Linked DNA regions of Mus musculus: regions 2, 3 and 4 are each linked to region 1. The links are chromatin contacts, called in public Hi-C, HiChIP or PLAC-seq and promoter capture Hi-C maps. All regions are on one chromosome and are shown on one strand. Each heading gives the region's core, a stretch centred on a gene start, on an enhancer-like site or on the middle of the called end of the contact. The rest is flanking DNA. Distances are from core to core; before and after follow the strand shown.

Region 1 (3,766 bases), core at 940-3,439:
CACCAAGTTCATGTAGTGCTGGTGGAGGCACTTGGGGCTTCCAGCATGCTAGGCGAGCACTCTCCCATTCAAGCCCCATCTCCAACTTCCCATGACTCTCTTCTGAAGGTTTTGGGGTCTTATATATAACTGGTTCCCTAGAATTCATCCCCTTAAGCCCAGAGAAGACCCTTAATTTCAAATACTTGCATCACCACCAAGTTTTGGAAGCAAACGCCTCTCTCTCTCTCTCTCTCTCTCTCTCCCTCCCTCCCTCCCTCCCTCCCTCCCTCCCTCCCTCTCTCCCTCCCTCCCTTCCTTTCTCTCTCTCTTTCTCTCTTTCCATCAGAAGTTGGGGTGTAGAGAAATGTCGAGGTCAGCTCATCAGATAAACCGAAATCCCTGCTATGCCTCACTGTACTAAGAAGGTACATGGCCCAGCAGAAATCTAAGCAGGGAGTGCTCACATACATCTCAGAGTGAGCAGATCAAAGCTCAGTTTCTTTAGACTTGTAGATCACAGCTGCTAGAAATAGCAGTCTAAAGAGCAAGTATCCCTGAGAAGCCAGTTTCTTCCAAAGAGGAGAAAAACAAATTCGGACAAAATTTCCCTGCCGAGTTAAGGCTCTCTGGCCTAAGGATCCAGTAAGATAGCAGTATCTCTCTTTATCTCTGAAGGACTTGTCCCTGTCCAAAGGAACTCTCACTCGACCTGGGTGATTTCATTTGTCCCTCTTATCACCCAGTATCTTTATCTAAGATACTTTGTTTATAGCCTGAAGTCATAGGAATAATGTACCAGACCTTTCAATGTCACAGGCCACATTTTTCCTAAACACAAAGAAGAGACATCTCCCCCGCCCCCCCCTCCCCGCCCCCCAATAAGCACCAAGACCTTTATTTAGCTGCTGCTTTTTAGCCTCAGTGAACTCCGGGTTTCACTTCTCGGGCCAGAAGGCCCACGTCCCCCCTCCTCCCCCCAGCCCCCTCTCCCCACCGCGACCTAGACTCACTCAGGAATATGATGGTCTGTCTTCTTGCTGTCCGGCTCTCCTCACTCTCTGACTTCCTCAGCTGGAGCTGTGGCCCGGTCCCTGCAAGAGTGCCCTGCTTGCTCTTCATTAGCACTTTCATCATATTCCAACACATGAAAGCCACAGACGCCAGGACCACCAGGTAAACAGCAAAGGCCCCAAAGATGCTGGACTGGAAGACCTCCCAACGGTTGGAGAGGTTCGTGCAGATGGACATATTGGAGTTTCCAGGTTCATCGTGGTGGCGGGTGCGAGAGAGGTTGCAGTTGAGTCCCTTGTGAGTGGGTACGTTTACCAGAGGGTACTCGATACCCATGGCAAAGAGCAAAGGCAGTGCCACCAGGGCGGAGGTGACCCATACAAAGCCAATCAGCAGTTTCACCTGGCGAGGTCCAGACACTGCTTTATACTTGAAGGGATGACAAATGGCAATGTAGCGCTCAAAGCTGAGGGTCAGCACGTGCAGCAGTGTGGCGTAGCTGCACGTCTCAAAGAGGAACGTGTGGAGCTTACAGGACAGAGCATAGCTGGGTGTGGTCAGGGGGTTCCAAATGATGCTGTAGAACTCCATGGGCATGCCAATCAAAAAGACCAAGATATCTGAACAAGCCAAACTGACCATGTGATCTGTCACCTCCTTCTGCAAATAGCCCTTCTTCTGCAATACCTGCGTAACCCTGATGGTGACGCTGTTGCCCAAGATGCCTACCACAAAGATGATCAGGTACACCAAGATGAGGGTGATTTTGATCCAAGTGGCCACCTCAAATTCAGGAACATGGCTGTGATCGATGACACGGGAGCAGATGTGGTTGGAGCCACTGGATGAAGCCATGAGGAAGAGAGACCCAGACCACCAGGTCCCCAAATGTCTCCACTGCCCTTTCTTCGGCCTCCCAAAGAAGCCCCGCAACTCACCAGCGTGGGCGCAACACTTTTCTGTCACTGTGGTTGGCTGGCCAGGAGTGACTTAGTTTTTCGGCTCTCTCATTGTAACTTCCTGGAATAATTCACCCTAGAATCCCTGGCGACGCAGTGGGTGGCGGTGGGGTTTGGAGATAGTCACTCCGGGTGAGGAGGGACCAGTCCGGAGGAGGCTCTGACCTCCCTACTCAACTCTGAGTAAGAGCCGCAGAACTCTGTCTGGCGGCGGATCCTCCTCTCCCTTCCAGGTCCCTGGCACTGGCCTCCCCGACTGCCTTTCAGAAGGGAAGGGAAGAGGTCTCACACGGGTCAATCATTAACCACAGCCCATTCTGCTTAGCAGCCTGCAGCAGAACCAGCCCAGCCAGCCTCAGGGTCTGACTCAACACAGATTGTGGCAGGAAAAGGAACAGCACCTCCCCACCCCCTCGCTCTTGCAGCCTTCTCCTGGCCAGTCTTTGAGGTTTCTTGGGACCGGCAAACCGAGTAGGTGTGGCACCTGGGAAGGCGGAGGTCTCTCCCGGCCATGGAGAGAGGCAATCATCTATAAACTCCTGTATCTGAGATGCCCTGCCTTGCAAGACTGGTTGGGCTGTGGCTTGCCCTGAAAACTCTGCAAGTGCGCTCCCAGTAGTGCCTAGGTTATAAGATACCCAGGTATTTGCAATGAATTACTACCTGGAAGTCATCCCCAACCTGGCTAATAAGACCATTTTTGAAGTCTGGCTTGGCTCCAAGCCTCCTCATGTGCATAGTGCACGCTGCCTCTCCATACCGCAGTTGGTGGTTGTGTCACGAAGCCATTCTCTCCCCAGGGGCTGGGAATGTAGGTGGATGCGAAAGGGGTGCCTGTGTTCTAGATACCTGGTTAGGGAAGCAAGTCCTTCAAGGGAAGCTGTTTCCACAAGCTAGAGGACCACAGCAGGAGCTCATGGGCTCTCAAAGAGGTCCCGTCCCCCCTCACCCCTCTCACCCCCCTCACACACACACACCCCTCCTCTTAAACGGGTGGAGGGATTCTAATGCTCAGGTTGAGCTTTTCAGTGTAGAAATTCCATGTAACTCTAGAATCGAAAATCGAAAGAAAGTGAGTGGACATATGCACCCAACAGTCAACGTGTGTGCAGACATTGCTAAGTGGGGACTTGGGGAAGTCACTGTAAGCCAAGCACTACTGTCCTGAAGAATTAGACTGTGTATAGTCCCTACCCATCCTGACAACAGCTTTTCCTTGTCTGGATCACCATACCTGGGTTAACACTTCAAAGACAGAAGATAACTGAGTCCCCTTGGGTCATAAAATTACTTCTTTGGGTTGGTTGTCTATTGCTTGTTTTTTGAAAGATGGTTTCAGGTAACACAGGCTGGCTTCCAACACCATATAGGCCAGTAAAATCTTGAACTCCTGATCCTTCTGCCTCCCCCTTCCAAGTGCTGGAATTTCAGGCATTTAACACCACTCTTTGTGAGACATTGAGACCTAGGGCTTCACAAATGCTGGACAAACCCTCTACCAACTGAGCCACATCCCCCACTCTGTGTGAAATCTTAAGAAAAATTCAAATACATAAAGACAGGAAGCTGAGAAGGGCAATTCCCAGAGACAGCGAAGGAAAGGAGGTGCACTGAAGGGTGCTGGTTTGCAGTTGTACAGGGTAAATGTATCTAGATATTATTAACTCAAGTCCCCTAACTTGGGACTTAAGTTAATAGTACTTTGAGGCTCAATAAGTATAGCAAGAGACCACAGGTGTAACACACTTAACAGTAGCTCTGGGGCACAAGGAAACAAGGGAATTGTTTGTAGTCACCTTTTCACTGTGTGTTTT
Region 2 (3,766 bases), core at 556-3,055, 240 kb after region 1:
GGCTGTATAGGGAAACCTGTTGCCCTACTCAATAGACCTGTTGTAATATTACCTTGTAAACACTGATATTTCTACACATATCATGCTGAGGGTAGGTGACTACTGACCATCAGCCTTAGATGGTCCATCTATGCAGACCCTCACCACTCCACAAAGCTCGGGGAGCATCATGGAGGAGGGGATGGGGGTGCATAGAAGATGCTGTCTTCTGGACATGACACAGATTTTGCAGTTATAGTTTCCTGAAGATCTAGCCAAGATCAGTCAGCATTTCAACCAAACTGACTGGATTCAGGAGATTACCAAAAAATAAATGAAAATCAGAGGGGACAGGAAGGGAGGAGGAAGAAGAGGAAGAAGAGGAAGAGGAGAAAAGGAGGAGGAGGAGGAGGAGGAGGAGGAGGAGGAGGAGGAGGAGGAGGAGGAGGAGGAATACATTGGGATATCCAGGGGAGCCAGAGAGAAGGTTCTGGGTAAATTCAATCAAGATATAGCATTTACATGTATGGGATTGCTAAAGAATAAATAAAAGACAAGCCTGTTGGGAAGGAAAGCTATTAACTTTCCAGGTTCCTGCTGATGAGAAAGTAAATTCTCAGGTTCTACTGCACATTGATTTTGCCTAATCCCCTGGGAGATGACCCAGCAACATACTTTAAGCTTTCTATGTTACTCTGATGTATTCAAGTTTTAAAAGTATTACTTTTTAAGTCTGTGATGTAAAAAAATACATATCTTTTTCTCATCTTTCTTTCTTTTTCTTTTTCTTTTTTTTTCCAACTAGAAAAAGTTGGTATCACGTTAACAGCACTCCACAGAAGGAAATTCATTGTCACTTCAACCGGAATAGAGGCCACCTGCACAGAGTCTATTTTGTAGAACACAACCTCTGGGACACTGGCCTTTCTTAAAGGCCGGAGATAATCTCACTACTCTTGAAAGAAGTTTATCATCACCCCAAAACCCAAATAAAGGCCATTTGTACAGGCTATGTAGAGCATAACCTCTGGGAAACTTGATTTTTTAATTTTTGTTTTATATTTTCTTATGAGGGGGAGGATGTGCGCAAAATCAAAGAACAACTTGTGGGGGTCTTTTCATTCCTTCCAGCATGTGGATCTCCAAGGGCTCAAACTCAGGTTAGTGAGTGCAAGCATCTTTACCTGCTAAGCCATGTCACTGATCCAACACTTGCCTTTCTTGGAAGACACACAGGAATCCCCAAACCCTGAAGAAGGTGGGTTTGTTATTGTTCAACCTAACGTCTTGGATCCTTGCCTGTCTTAAAAGCAAAGGCCCACCATTTTGGGGAGCTTGCAAACTACAATGCAATAGTATAACTGACATAAATCTCAGGACACATCCCTTTTCTGACTGCTCACCTACAGCGATTATGGGGACATGCCGCTGACCACGTTTCCAATTAGCCCTTCACCCCACAGTAGAAAGCCTCCTGCCCATGGCTCAAGTTAGCAGAGAAGAAACACACTCAACACCCACCACCACCAAAAGCCAGCTTCCTAACTAAATAACTGCCTGACTTCTGGGCTGCCACCGGCCAGAAAATGCGAACTGGAATCTTCGCAAGTCGGAAGCGGAGCCGCGACCCACAGCTGCGCGCCACTGCGCATGCGTAGCCGCTTCTGGACCCCCTTCAAGCTCAGCTTGGCTTCTGGGCTTCCAGCTATTTGAAAACCCAAAGTGGACTTTCTGGCTATCCGGAAGGGAGCCGGGGCCGGGCGGCCGCACAGTACATCGCACGCACGCGCGCGCGTGCTCGCTCCTCCCACCCGGAACCGGAAGTGGGAGCGATCGCGGCCTGGGGCCTGGCCTGGCCGGGGCGTCGGCAGCGGCGGCCATCTTGGCTCCCCGCGGAAAGGCAGTGCGAGGGGGAAGAAGTTGTAGGGTGGGGGCGGGAGCGAGGAGGAGGAGGAGGAGGGCGGAGAGCGGAGGGGTAGAGGAGGAGGCCGCGGCAGGGTAGGGCGGGGACAGCCAGCCTGCCGGCCGGCCAGCCTGCTGGGCTTGCGGAAGTACTAGCCGACTGCTCACTCGCTCCTGCTCGGGCTTCCCACAGCTCCCTCCCTTCCTCCCTCCCTCCCGACCGAGGGCGGCCCGGGCCGGTGCATGGTCAGCCAGCTCCCATCTCTAGCTCCCCGGCCTCTCAGCAGCACGGAACGGACGGCAGCGGCGGGCGAGGAGGAAGATGGCGGGACGGCTGCCGGCCTGTGTGGTGGACTGTGGCACGGGGTACGGCGGGTCTTCGGGGTGGGGGAGACTGAGGCCGGGGACGGGCGGAGGAGGGAGATGAATGGGGGGAGCCGGCCAGACTGGCGAGGGGTGGTGCCGGGAGCCTCCCGGGACAGAGATCTTTTCCAGGCCCTTCCTTTCCGAGGAGGCCGTCTGGCCCACCTGGCTGTCCTTTCCCTTCTCTCCCCTTTGCTGCCTGTGAAGCAGGGCACCCACCGAGGACCTCCAGACCTAGGAGCAAGGAAAAGAGAGAGAGAGAGAGAGAGAGAGAGAGAGAGAGAGAGAGAGAGAGAGAGAGAGAGAGAGAGAAGCGCTCCTTGCAGATTTTGCAAGATCGCGGTGACAACTCTCGATCTCTTAGGGCGTGTGGGTGGGGAGAGCGACGAACCAGGCTGTGAAAATGGGAAGCTAGCATGGGGGGCTTTTGCAGCGGACCCACGCGCCGCCTGGTTTCCGCCCACACCCATTCGTAGCCATCTCCCACTACCCATTGAACCAAGTCAGTTCCAGCGAGGAGGATCTCACGGGGGTTATAGCTCTTGCCTCAAAAAAGTCCCTTGGTGAGCAAGCGCGCTGCAACTTCCTTAGTTTTGTCAAAGCCGCTTCCTGCTTTCCGTCTTTTATAGCCTTATAAGGTAGTTTTTCGTCTCGAACGTTACCACGTCTTATTAGAACTTTCAAAATTAAGCAGGTTGCATAAAGAGTACATTATGAGTGGTAGGTATCAATATGTCTGAACTAGAAAAAAAAATGTTCTTGTGTGTCCACGGAGGGAGACAGAGGGGAGAGAAGGGACGCACCCTGGAACCTAAACGTTTGTTCACGTTCGTTTTGTGACTGTGTCTTGAAAACTGAAAGGGGGTATAAAGGAATGTGTTTGATTTAAAGTAATTGTTTCTGATAGTAGTGTGGTTGACTAAAATGACTTTAAAGTAGTGGTTTTGTATTAATGAACCTTGTCAAGAGTTACAACTTGCTCTGGGTAGTGACCTAGAGAGAAGACTGTACATTTTTTTATGTTCTACGTTGAAATCCTTGGTGGAGGAAGAGGCCTGTCTGATCTCGAATCCCCCAAATACATCAGTGGTTTTGAGGATAGTTGCCAACCTTTTTCCTCTTATTCTCCCTACCACAGTTATTTAAGCGATGCCTTTTCTTTCCCTCCACACTAGTTAAAACTCTTCTGCCTTTATTTGTAATTTTGTCAGGCAGCTGGAAACAACAGAAAACTTTTTTTTTCTTGGAAAACACTAGTCTAGTCTTGGAATTTCTATGTATTTTCTTAGTTGACATTTTATTAAAGTTAGGTTTTCTTTTAATCCAGTGTCACCTCCCTGAAGTGTTTCTGTGTATGTGTTTAAGTTTATCCTTTTGTAGTTTAATTGATCAGTTGTTGGATGTTAGAGCCATTTTAAAAATTAGAATTAGCCAGAGTGAATAGGACTTTTCAAGTGTATTGTATTGAAGTGACAGATAGTGCTATGTTGTACTTTCATGCTTTAGAAATCACTGTCAGTAG
Region 3 (3,766 bases), core at 841-3,340, 240 kb before region 1:
GTCACCTGTTCTGAAGGTCTCTCTCGATTGGGTGGTCCACTTGCCACATTGTCTCGAGGAAGATGTGATGATATGGGTGTTCTGTTGAAGAATTAGAGTGTGAGCACTGATTAGATGGCACCAGATGATGCGGAAGGGAGCAGATCTTAGCAGGCTTCACTCCCAACCTCTTCTATCCTCTCCATTGTATTTCTCACAATTCTGAGTGTTTGCTGTTTTCTTTTTAAATTTCCCTGCTTTTATATTATTATTAAAACCTGGGTACTCTTTGCCATATCTTAAAAATAAATGAATGGTTGGTGCTATGAAACTTTCTTACTTTTTAATATCCTTTTTTTCTATTAAAGACTGTTTATATGGGAGGATAAATTCTATTTTAAAGGTTATGTGTATTTTTTCTAGACGTGAACTATTTATAATTCCTTCTGTACAGAAGCCTACAGACCAGGCAGACTAGAGCTATGTTTAGGATTTGTGTGGTTACCTTAGAACACTTGTATCTTTATAGAGTATTGTATGACCAGTGTTATTGTATTTGTGCAATTTGTTGTATTTGGATTTCATTACCTTAAATTCAAGCTGCGTGTAAAGTATCCTCCTTGTCTTTAGAAAAAATTCTTTTGTTTCATTTCATTTTGGAATAAAGGTCTTATCACAATTACACCCTATAAGAGCAGAAAAGAACTTTGTTCAGGGAGAGGTTGGTCCCGTGATTATTATAATTATGTCTCACGCTTGCTCTGTGGAGAGGTTTCCCTGAAAGAATAAATAAGCCAACCCTCTTGCTACTGTAATAGTAATTCGAACAATTGTTAAGATCCACACTTCAGACAAGCGAGTAATGGGCAAAGCATCCTTGTCTCCCCAAGGAGTTAACCAGCTAGAAATGAGGGGGAGGGGTGGGGGAGAATGAGCCTGAGGCAGCTATGGACCGATCTCTGCAAAGGAATTACAAGAAAGTCATTTATGCCTCTTTCAAACCTGCTCTGCTGGCAGGGTAGGGACATAAATGATCACATCCCAGCTGAGAGACCACTTCCCCTCGGGAGACCTCACAGGAGAGGGGTGATGCTTAGCCACGGGTTTCCACCGAATCTCCCAAATCCCAAATCAGGGGTGGGGGTGGGTGGAAATGCGCGGGGGTTGTGGGCGGGGGCACCAAGAGCTGCGACTGCCTGCTCTGTGCACAGCACAGTCTTCCACAAAGCTCCACCAGGAAGGCAAAATAACACCGTGGTGTCCCGGGAATACGCAAGGTGGGTCACTTAGAATTGTCAGAAAGGGGAGTAGTGGAGGAGGGAGGCAGCCTATGGCCAATTGGCCATGCTTTAGCGCTGTAAGGAGTGTATACCCATAGCTGGTGGCTTGGGGGAGCAGTCAGACCCATTTGCTTTTCAGTGAGAGCACAGATCCGGGTGTCCACTCCCCAGGTAGCTTTATTTCTGGGCTAGGAGACCGAGGCTGAGTCAATGCATCCCCCTGCGGTGCATGCAAGCAGGTGAGGAGATGGTGGTTGGGCTAAGCGAGCTAGCTGCGGTAGGGTCACCATCGTACTCGCAGGCATTCTGCTGGAAGACCCAGGTGGCCAGTGAGGTGGGTTTCTCTCAGGAAGAGGCGCGGCTGCGTCGGACACCCCAGGGAACTCGCTGCTCCGCAACTTTGCCAGGTGCTCAGAAACAGCCCTTCGCTTTATCCAGGGCAGTCACCCAGAGGGCCAGGGGGCAGCGAGTGATAGAAGACGCCGGGCTGGGTGGGCGAGACCCAATTGCAAGGGTACTGTTAGCACCGAAAGGGAACATAACACCTGGAAGGGAAGGGTACCGCAGCCTAGCACTCGGGTCTCCGAGTTCGCATAGGACAGGTCCTGATGGCACCTGCTGCGCCCTAGTCACCTCCTTATTCCTAACCTCTGTCAACACTACTCCCGAACCCAGCAGGCGCTCCTTTCCAAGGAACTAGAGGAGGTAGGCTAAAAGGGTGGCAGAAAGGGGTGGGGACAGTAGAGAGACAGTCCCAGCCTTCCCCGCCCTCCACCCCCACCACAACTCAGCAGCCGTCACGTGGTACCCGGAGTGGGAGGGGTGGGGGCAGAAGAGGCGAGACTTTTTTGGGTGCTCCGGATCGCCAGTAGTTCTTCAAGCCTCAGCAGCCAACTCCTCCGGAGGCGCTGCGCTCCGCCCCAGGGAGCGCGAATCCAAGGAGCCTGGGACCAGCCTCTGGGAGCCCCCGGCGCGGGCGATGCGGGCGCCGCGGGCGACACCTGCGGCTCCTCTCGGTGGCAGCCGTCGCTTGGGCGGCAGCAGCGCGAGCCTCGGCAGCCTCGGCAGCTACTGTCGCCGCGGCCAGAACAGCCTCCGCTGCGGTCGTGGTCTCTGATGCTCTTGCCCGCTCCCGGCCCTGCCGATCCGGGAGGATGTGGGTTCTCGGCATCGCAGCAACTTTTTGCGGATTGTTCTGGCTTCCAGGTAAGAAGATGAAGAGGCCAGCTGCCTGGCCAGACACGCTCCTGCTATCTCGCCAAGCGTCCCTGCTCTCAGCCCCAGTGCGCCCAGCTGTGGTCCGCGCTGCGCTGGGGCTACCCAGCGGGAGTTTGGTGCTGGAAACTGAGACCAAAGGCGCTAGACTGGGACGCTCTCCAAGTCCCGCGCTGCAGGAGAGCCGAGAGCGGCAGATTGGCGCGACTCTTGGCTGCAGCTGCGTGGGGTACACAGTCGGGGATACAGAGCTGGGATTGGGGAGGGTCCTTGAGTTGGGCGAGACAGGAAAAGGAGCGACAAGCCTCCAACCTAGTCAAGTTACCCAGTGTTTGTGGCCACCCAAGGGAGCGGCGACGCTGACAGGTGAGCGACTCGCCGGACAATCCTCTGCTGGGGGCGGGGGAGCAGCCCTTCCGGACTGAGTGAGCTAGCTGTGCTCTTCCTGCGATCGGTAGGGTGTTAGGAAGGGGCATGCGGCCCAAAGAGAAGCTCCCAGATCAGAGGAGAGCAACCAGGAAAATATGGTAAGTAACTGCTCCTGATCGCGGACTCTAAGCTATCAGAATTTTTTTCCAACAGCCATGTTTTTCAAAAAAAGGGGTCACAAGACAGGTCTAAAAGGGCTGCATTGTGGTGGTCCCTAAGCAGACGCGCACATCCAACGCAGGCACTCTCTCATTACATCCTCTCCAACCCTCAGCAGCAGCTGCCCCTGTCGCTGATCACAAGAAGGGAGCCTGAGCTGGAGGACTGAGCAGGGATACTTAGCATCCAGCACCTCCCCCCCCCCCCAGGTTGCAGGGTGGTCTCCAGGAAGCATCAGAGCCTCAGCCCATGAACGCTGACTTAAAAGATTAAATAAATAAAACCGAAAACGCGTCAGCCAATGCAATTATGAACGGTGCCAAAATAGTAATTAACCAATTTGTAGCCAATTAGTAATTAGGCTCAGACAGGAGCTCAAGCTTGTACCCCACTACTTTGATCTGGGATTTGAACTCTCACCGGTCTCTTTGCAACTTCTTGCGGAAAGGCCGGAGGGGTGTTATAGGAGCTGTTTGTGTCTAGAGAAGAAATGTAGGGTCTCTGGCAGGGCTTTATCCTCCTAGACCCTGGGAACTGATGCCGCCGCCCCCTGCTGGCTTCAGGCACCTCCAGCCTTCCTGAACATCAGGATGCAGAGCCCAGAAGCCCTTGTTGTCTGGGGCAGTACACGGTGATACCGGCCAGCCAGGATGTGCTCTGTGCAAGCCAGATCTTAACCAGTGTTTCTGAACCCCACCGCATCT
Region 4 (3,766 bases), core at 678-3,177, 160 kb after region 1:
TGGCATTGAACTTCTGATCCTCCTGTCTCCACTTCCTCGGTTCTGGAATTACAGACCTGCATCACCATGTTTACTGTATGTACTATTGATGAGTGAACGTAGGCCATTGGACATGCTCAGCAAGCCCTCTGCCAACTGAGCTATACTCCCAGCCTCTTTGGGGGTTTATATAAACTTCTGTTATAGGCAGAGGCTGACTAATCAAATCATTGATTGTTGGTGGATAGATTTGTTCTCTAGCTCCTCTTCTATCTCTAGAGGTCTGGGGTAGGAGCAAAGTTCCAACCTTTCAATCATGTGGTCGGTTTTCTTGATGGCTCGCTCCATCCTTAGGGACGTCCCAAGAGTTATATAACCAACATAAATTCAATTTTGAGTGAAATTAATTGTTATGGATCACAGAGGAGGAGTCTTTCATCTCTGTAACTCAAGACTTCCCCCCAAAAGTGTTCAGAGCAGGGACTGGTACAAAAATCACACACACACACACACACACAGAGAGAGAGAGAGAGAGAGAGAGAGAGAGAGAGAGAGAGAGACTATAGCACAACTGAGCATCTCTGTTTTATCTGATAATCACATTTCTATACATTCTAAAGGTCAAAGCCAATCATTCCAAGATAAAGGAGTAGGGTTACCTTTAAAGGGATGAGTTCCTTGTATTTAGAGGAAGATGGAGAGTTCCCAGTGGCTAACTCTGAGAAAGGCACACTAAAACAAAAGCTGTGTCTGTTAGTTGCTTTTCTATGTACCTGCCAAGAAGAACTTTAAGGGAGGAAGGGTTTGGGTTGACTCACTGCTTGAGAAGGTATTCAGACCTGTATGCCAGGGAAGGCATGCTGGCAGGAACAGGCTATGCCTAGTCACATCCTACCCACTTCAGGAGGCAGAGTGTTAACAGAACAGAAAGTTGTGCTGGGCTAGAAACCTCAAGGCAACCAGGCGTGGTACAACACATCTGCAATCCCAGCACTCAGGAGGGGAGATAAATCTCTGGGTTCAAAGCCAGCCTGGTCTACATAGTCGGTTCCAGCTGGCAGGGGCTATACTATAAGACTCTGTCGTAAGCAACCAAACGCCAACAACAGAAACTGAAATCCTACCTTCTACTTTCTCCAGAGATTCTCTGTCTCCTAAATATACTATATTCCCTGTGCCTGTAACTGGGGACCAAGTAATTAAACACAAGAGCTTACAGGAGGCATTTAACATCTAGTCTGTAACTTTTTGTACTATAGTTTTGTCCCTAAAAGTATATCCCAAGTGCTGGAATTAAACACGTGTACTACCATGCTGGTCCAGTTTAGATCTAAATTTACCCCCAAAGGCCATGTGCTAACCCTTGGTTAGTTGCCAGGTGATTGGGTTAGGGAGAACCTGACTAACTGATGTCATCAATGAGTGAATCTACTGACTTGGGTTTATAATTTGATTGGATAGTGAGAAGTGATAGAAGCAGGAGGTGAGACCTACTTAAAAGGACCATGGCCTTGAGGATATACCCTCACAGATTGTAATAACTTGTTCTCAGCCCCCTGCTCTCCCATTGTCTCTGCATCCTGGCTTCCTCGAGGTGATGGCCTTGCTGATATTTATCAGCTGGTGTCTATGGACACACAGGTGGGCTTGACAGCGACAGGCCTGGTGATAGCTGTGGGAACAGGGAGAATGGATGGTGGACCAGGGCTGAGGGTTTGTCTGCAGAGACAGCTGAGTGGCTGGCGTCCTGGAACAGAAGAGCTCAGTGTACAAAGAAGAGTTAGGGTGGTTAAGGATATTGGGAAAGCAAGTCAGAACAAGGGCAAAGGTTATCTACTCTGGAACCTTGGCCCGTTGCCCTAAGCTCCTACTCTAGCTAGCTGTTTCCTGGTTCCTGGGTGGGGCTGACAGTTCTATGGTCAACCCTGTACAGGAACAAAGTACACAGGGTTGTTGCTGCCCTCTTGTGATAAAGTCAGAGGGTTTCCAGTCCTGCATTCGTCCTTCTGTCCTGGCTCAGGTAGAACTACAGGAGGCACAGCCTGGCTCTACTGCACGTTTTTTAGAGGTATTCATTTCCCATGATGCCCCAGCCCACTAGCACCACACCGTGGCCCAGAGACAACACTACAAGTGTTGCTGGCCTAGGATAGGAAGGGAAGGGTTCCAGGAGACAAACAAGGCACAGGCTCTATGATCAGTGTTGATGCACCCAGAGCCAGGATGCTACTGGGTCAACACAATGACCTCATTGCCCTTCTTAAAGCCGTGGGTTCTGTCAACATTCATGGCCAAGTTCCTGTCCTCAAACCAAAGGCTTGGAGTGAAACCTTTGAAATTGTGATCCAAAACAAATCTTTCCCCCTCTAAGTTTTACCTGAGGCAATTTGTCACAGCAATGGAAAGCTGACATATTTAATAATAGGAACTCCCCTAAATAGCCATTAATTTCAGTTCTATCTAGGGATGCAAACCAAATAAAAGACACAATTTGACTGGGCTGGCTCAGTTGGGAAATCACTTGCCTTGCAAACTGAGGAACTGAGTTTGGTCAAAGTACTCAGGAGAAAGAAAGAAAGAAAGAAAGAAAGAAAGAGAGAGAGAGAGAGAGAGAGAGAGAGAGAGAGAGAGAGAGAGAGAGAGAGAAAGAAAGAGAGAAAGAAAGAGAGAAAGAAAGAGAGAAAGAAAGAGAGAAAGAAAGAGAGAGAGAAAGAGAGAGAAAGAGAGAGAGAGAAAGAGAGAGAAAAAGAGAGGAAGGAGGAAGAAAGAAAGAAAGAAACAAAGAAAGAAAGAGAGAGAAAGAGAGAAAGAGAGGAGGCAGGGAGGAAAGGAGGAAAGAAAGAGAGAAAAGAGTGAAAGAAAGAGAAAGCTCAGGAGTGTTGGCACTCACTTACATTACTGTATTCCCAGCACCAGTGAGGCAGAGAAGGGTAGATTCCTGAGATACTCAGCCAGCCTAACCTACTTGGGGTTATTCCAGGTCAATAAGAGACTCATTCTAAATAATAATAATTATAATCACTATTAATATTATAGATAATATTATACATGATACATTGTATATTATACATACCATATTACATATGATTAATATATAATTATATAATATTATGCCATATACAACAACAATAAATTTATTTATTATTATTATTATTATTACAGGTGGCACCTGATACCCAAAGGTTGTTCTCTGGCCTCCACATTCACTTGCATACACCTGGACACACATGCACACACATACACACAGAAGCCACAAGCACGTACATGAACCTGGACAAACATGTGCGTGCACACAGAAACCATGACTATGTTCATTTGAGAATCTTTTACCATAGTAAAACACAAAACAACCTGGATATATAAAGATAAGACATAAAGACACTTAATTGTGTTTCATCCATGGAAAGATGGTATGGGACAGTTAAAGGTGGAGGAGACGGGGCTGGAGACATGGCTCAGCAATTAAAAGCACTTGCTGCAAAATTGTGAGGACCAGAGTTTGAATTCTAGCACCCACACAATGAGCCAGTATTTATACAAATACCTGTAAGTCTAACTCCAAGGGAGGCAGAGACAGACAGATGTTGGGGTCCACTGGCTTTCAGCCTAGCTGAGACAAAGGCCTGCCTCAGAAGAGGCCAAGAGTGACAGAGGACCCTCAATAGCCATCTTCTAGTTGCCATAGGTGCATTTGTGCATACACACACACACATGTACAAACATTTGCACGCACAAAAATATAAATCCTTTTAAAATTATGCATATTAACATTGGAGAGATGATCCAC

What was found. A called contact is a pair of places that touch in the nucleus more often than the background predicts. HiChIP or PLAC-seq counts read pairs in DNA pulled down with a chosen protein or histone mark. Capture Hi-C pulls out chosen DNA fragments and counts their contacts.
Region 2: a contact with region 1 is called in a promoter capture Hi-C map of adipose tissue. The contact joins the promoter of Actr3 here to the promoter of Gpr39 in region 1. A contact is called at or near these places in 5 of 39 promoter capture datasets (the 3T3-L1 cell line, the HPC-7 cell line, liver and 1 more), 3 of 484 Hi-C or Micro-C datasets (the AML12 cell line, Sertoli cells and ventricular fibroblasts), 2 of 115 datasets of contacts at active chromatin or transcription factors (embryonic stem cells and pancreatic cancer cells) and 3 of 9 other capture datasets (adipose tissue, liver and pancreatic islet).
Region 3: an HNF4G HiChIP or PLAC-seq map of pancreatic cancer cells shows a contact between it and region 1. The contact joins the promoter of Lypd1 here to the promoter of Gpr39 in region 1. A contact is called at or near these places in 2 of 39 promoter capture datasets (the SN4741 cell line and hippocampal neurons), 4 of 484 Hi-C or Micro-C datasets (the HL-1 cell line and embryonic stem cells), 1 of 115 datasets of contacts at active chromatin or transcription factors (pancreatic cancer cells) and 2 of 9 other capture datasets (embryonic stem cells and pancreatic islet).
Region 4: a Hi-C map of liver shows a contact between it and region 1, with 2.3 times the contacts expected there. The contact joins the enhancer-like site here to the promoter of Gpr39 in region 1. A contact is called at or near these places in 1 of 39 promoter capture datasets (embryonic stem cells), 5 of 484 Hi-C or Micro-C datasets (the AML12 cell line, embryonic stem cells, liver and 1 more), 2 of 115 datasets of contacts at active chromatin or transcription factors (intestinal villus epithelium and pancreatic cancer cells) and 1 of 9 other capture datasets (adipose tissue).

Annotation. Positions count from the first base shown.
Region 1 is chr1:125,675,419-125,679,184 of GRCm38.p6, reverse strand. It overlaps Gpr39 (G protein-coupled receptor 39), which reads right to left and starts at 2,189. Exons shown (of 2, transcript NM_027677.2): 1 at 993-2,189. The coding sequence starts at 1,848.
Region 2 is chr1:125,433,766-125,437,531 of GRCm38.p6, reverse strand. Actr3 (ARP3 actin-related protein 3) reads left to right here and starts at 1,805. Exons shown (of 12, transcript NM_023735.2): 1 at 1,805-2,247. The coding sequence starts at 2,204.
Region 3 is chr1:125,910,538-125,914,303 of GRCm38.p6, reverse strand. It overlaps Lypd1 (Ly6/Plaur domain containing 1), which reads left to right and starts at 2,090. Exons shown (of 3, transcript NM_145100.4): 1 at 2,090-2,465. The coding sequence starts at 2,414. Nckap5 (NCK-associated protein 5) reads left to right here. Exons shown (of 17, transcript NM_001081756.1): 17 at 1-668.
Region 4 is chr1:125,517,567-125,521,332 of GRCm38.p6, reverse strand. No RefSeq gene overlaps it. Among named protein-coding and RNA genes, the nearest start is that of Slc35f5, 42 kb to the left of the region's middle. Within about 2 kb of position 1,927, at least 57 of the 459 cell types and tissues checked have an H3K27ac peak or open chromatin away from gene starts, as enhancers often do. A contact at or near this core is called in adipose tissue, liver and pancreatic cancer cells, where this site is marked.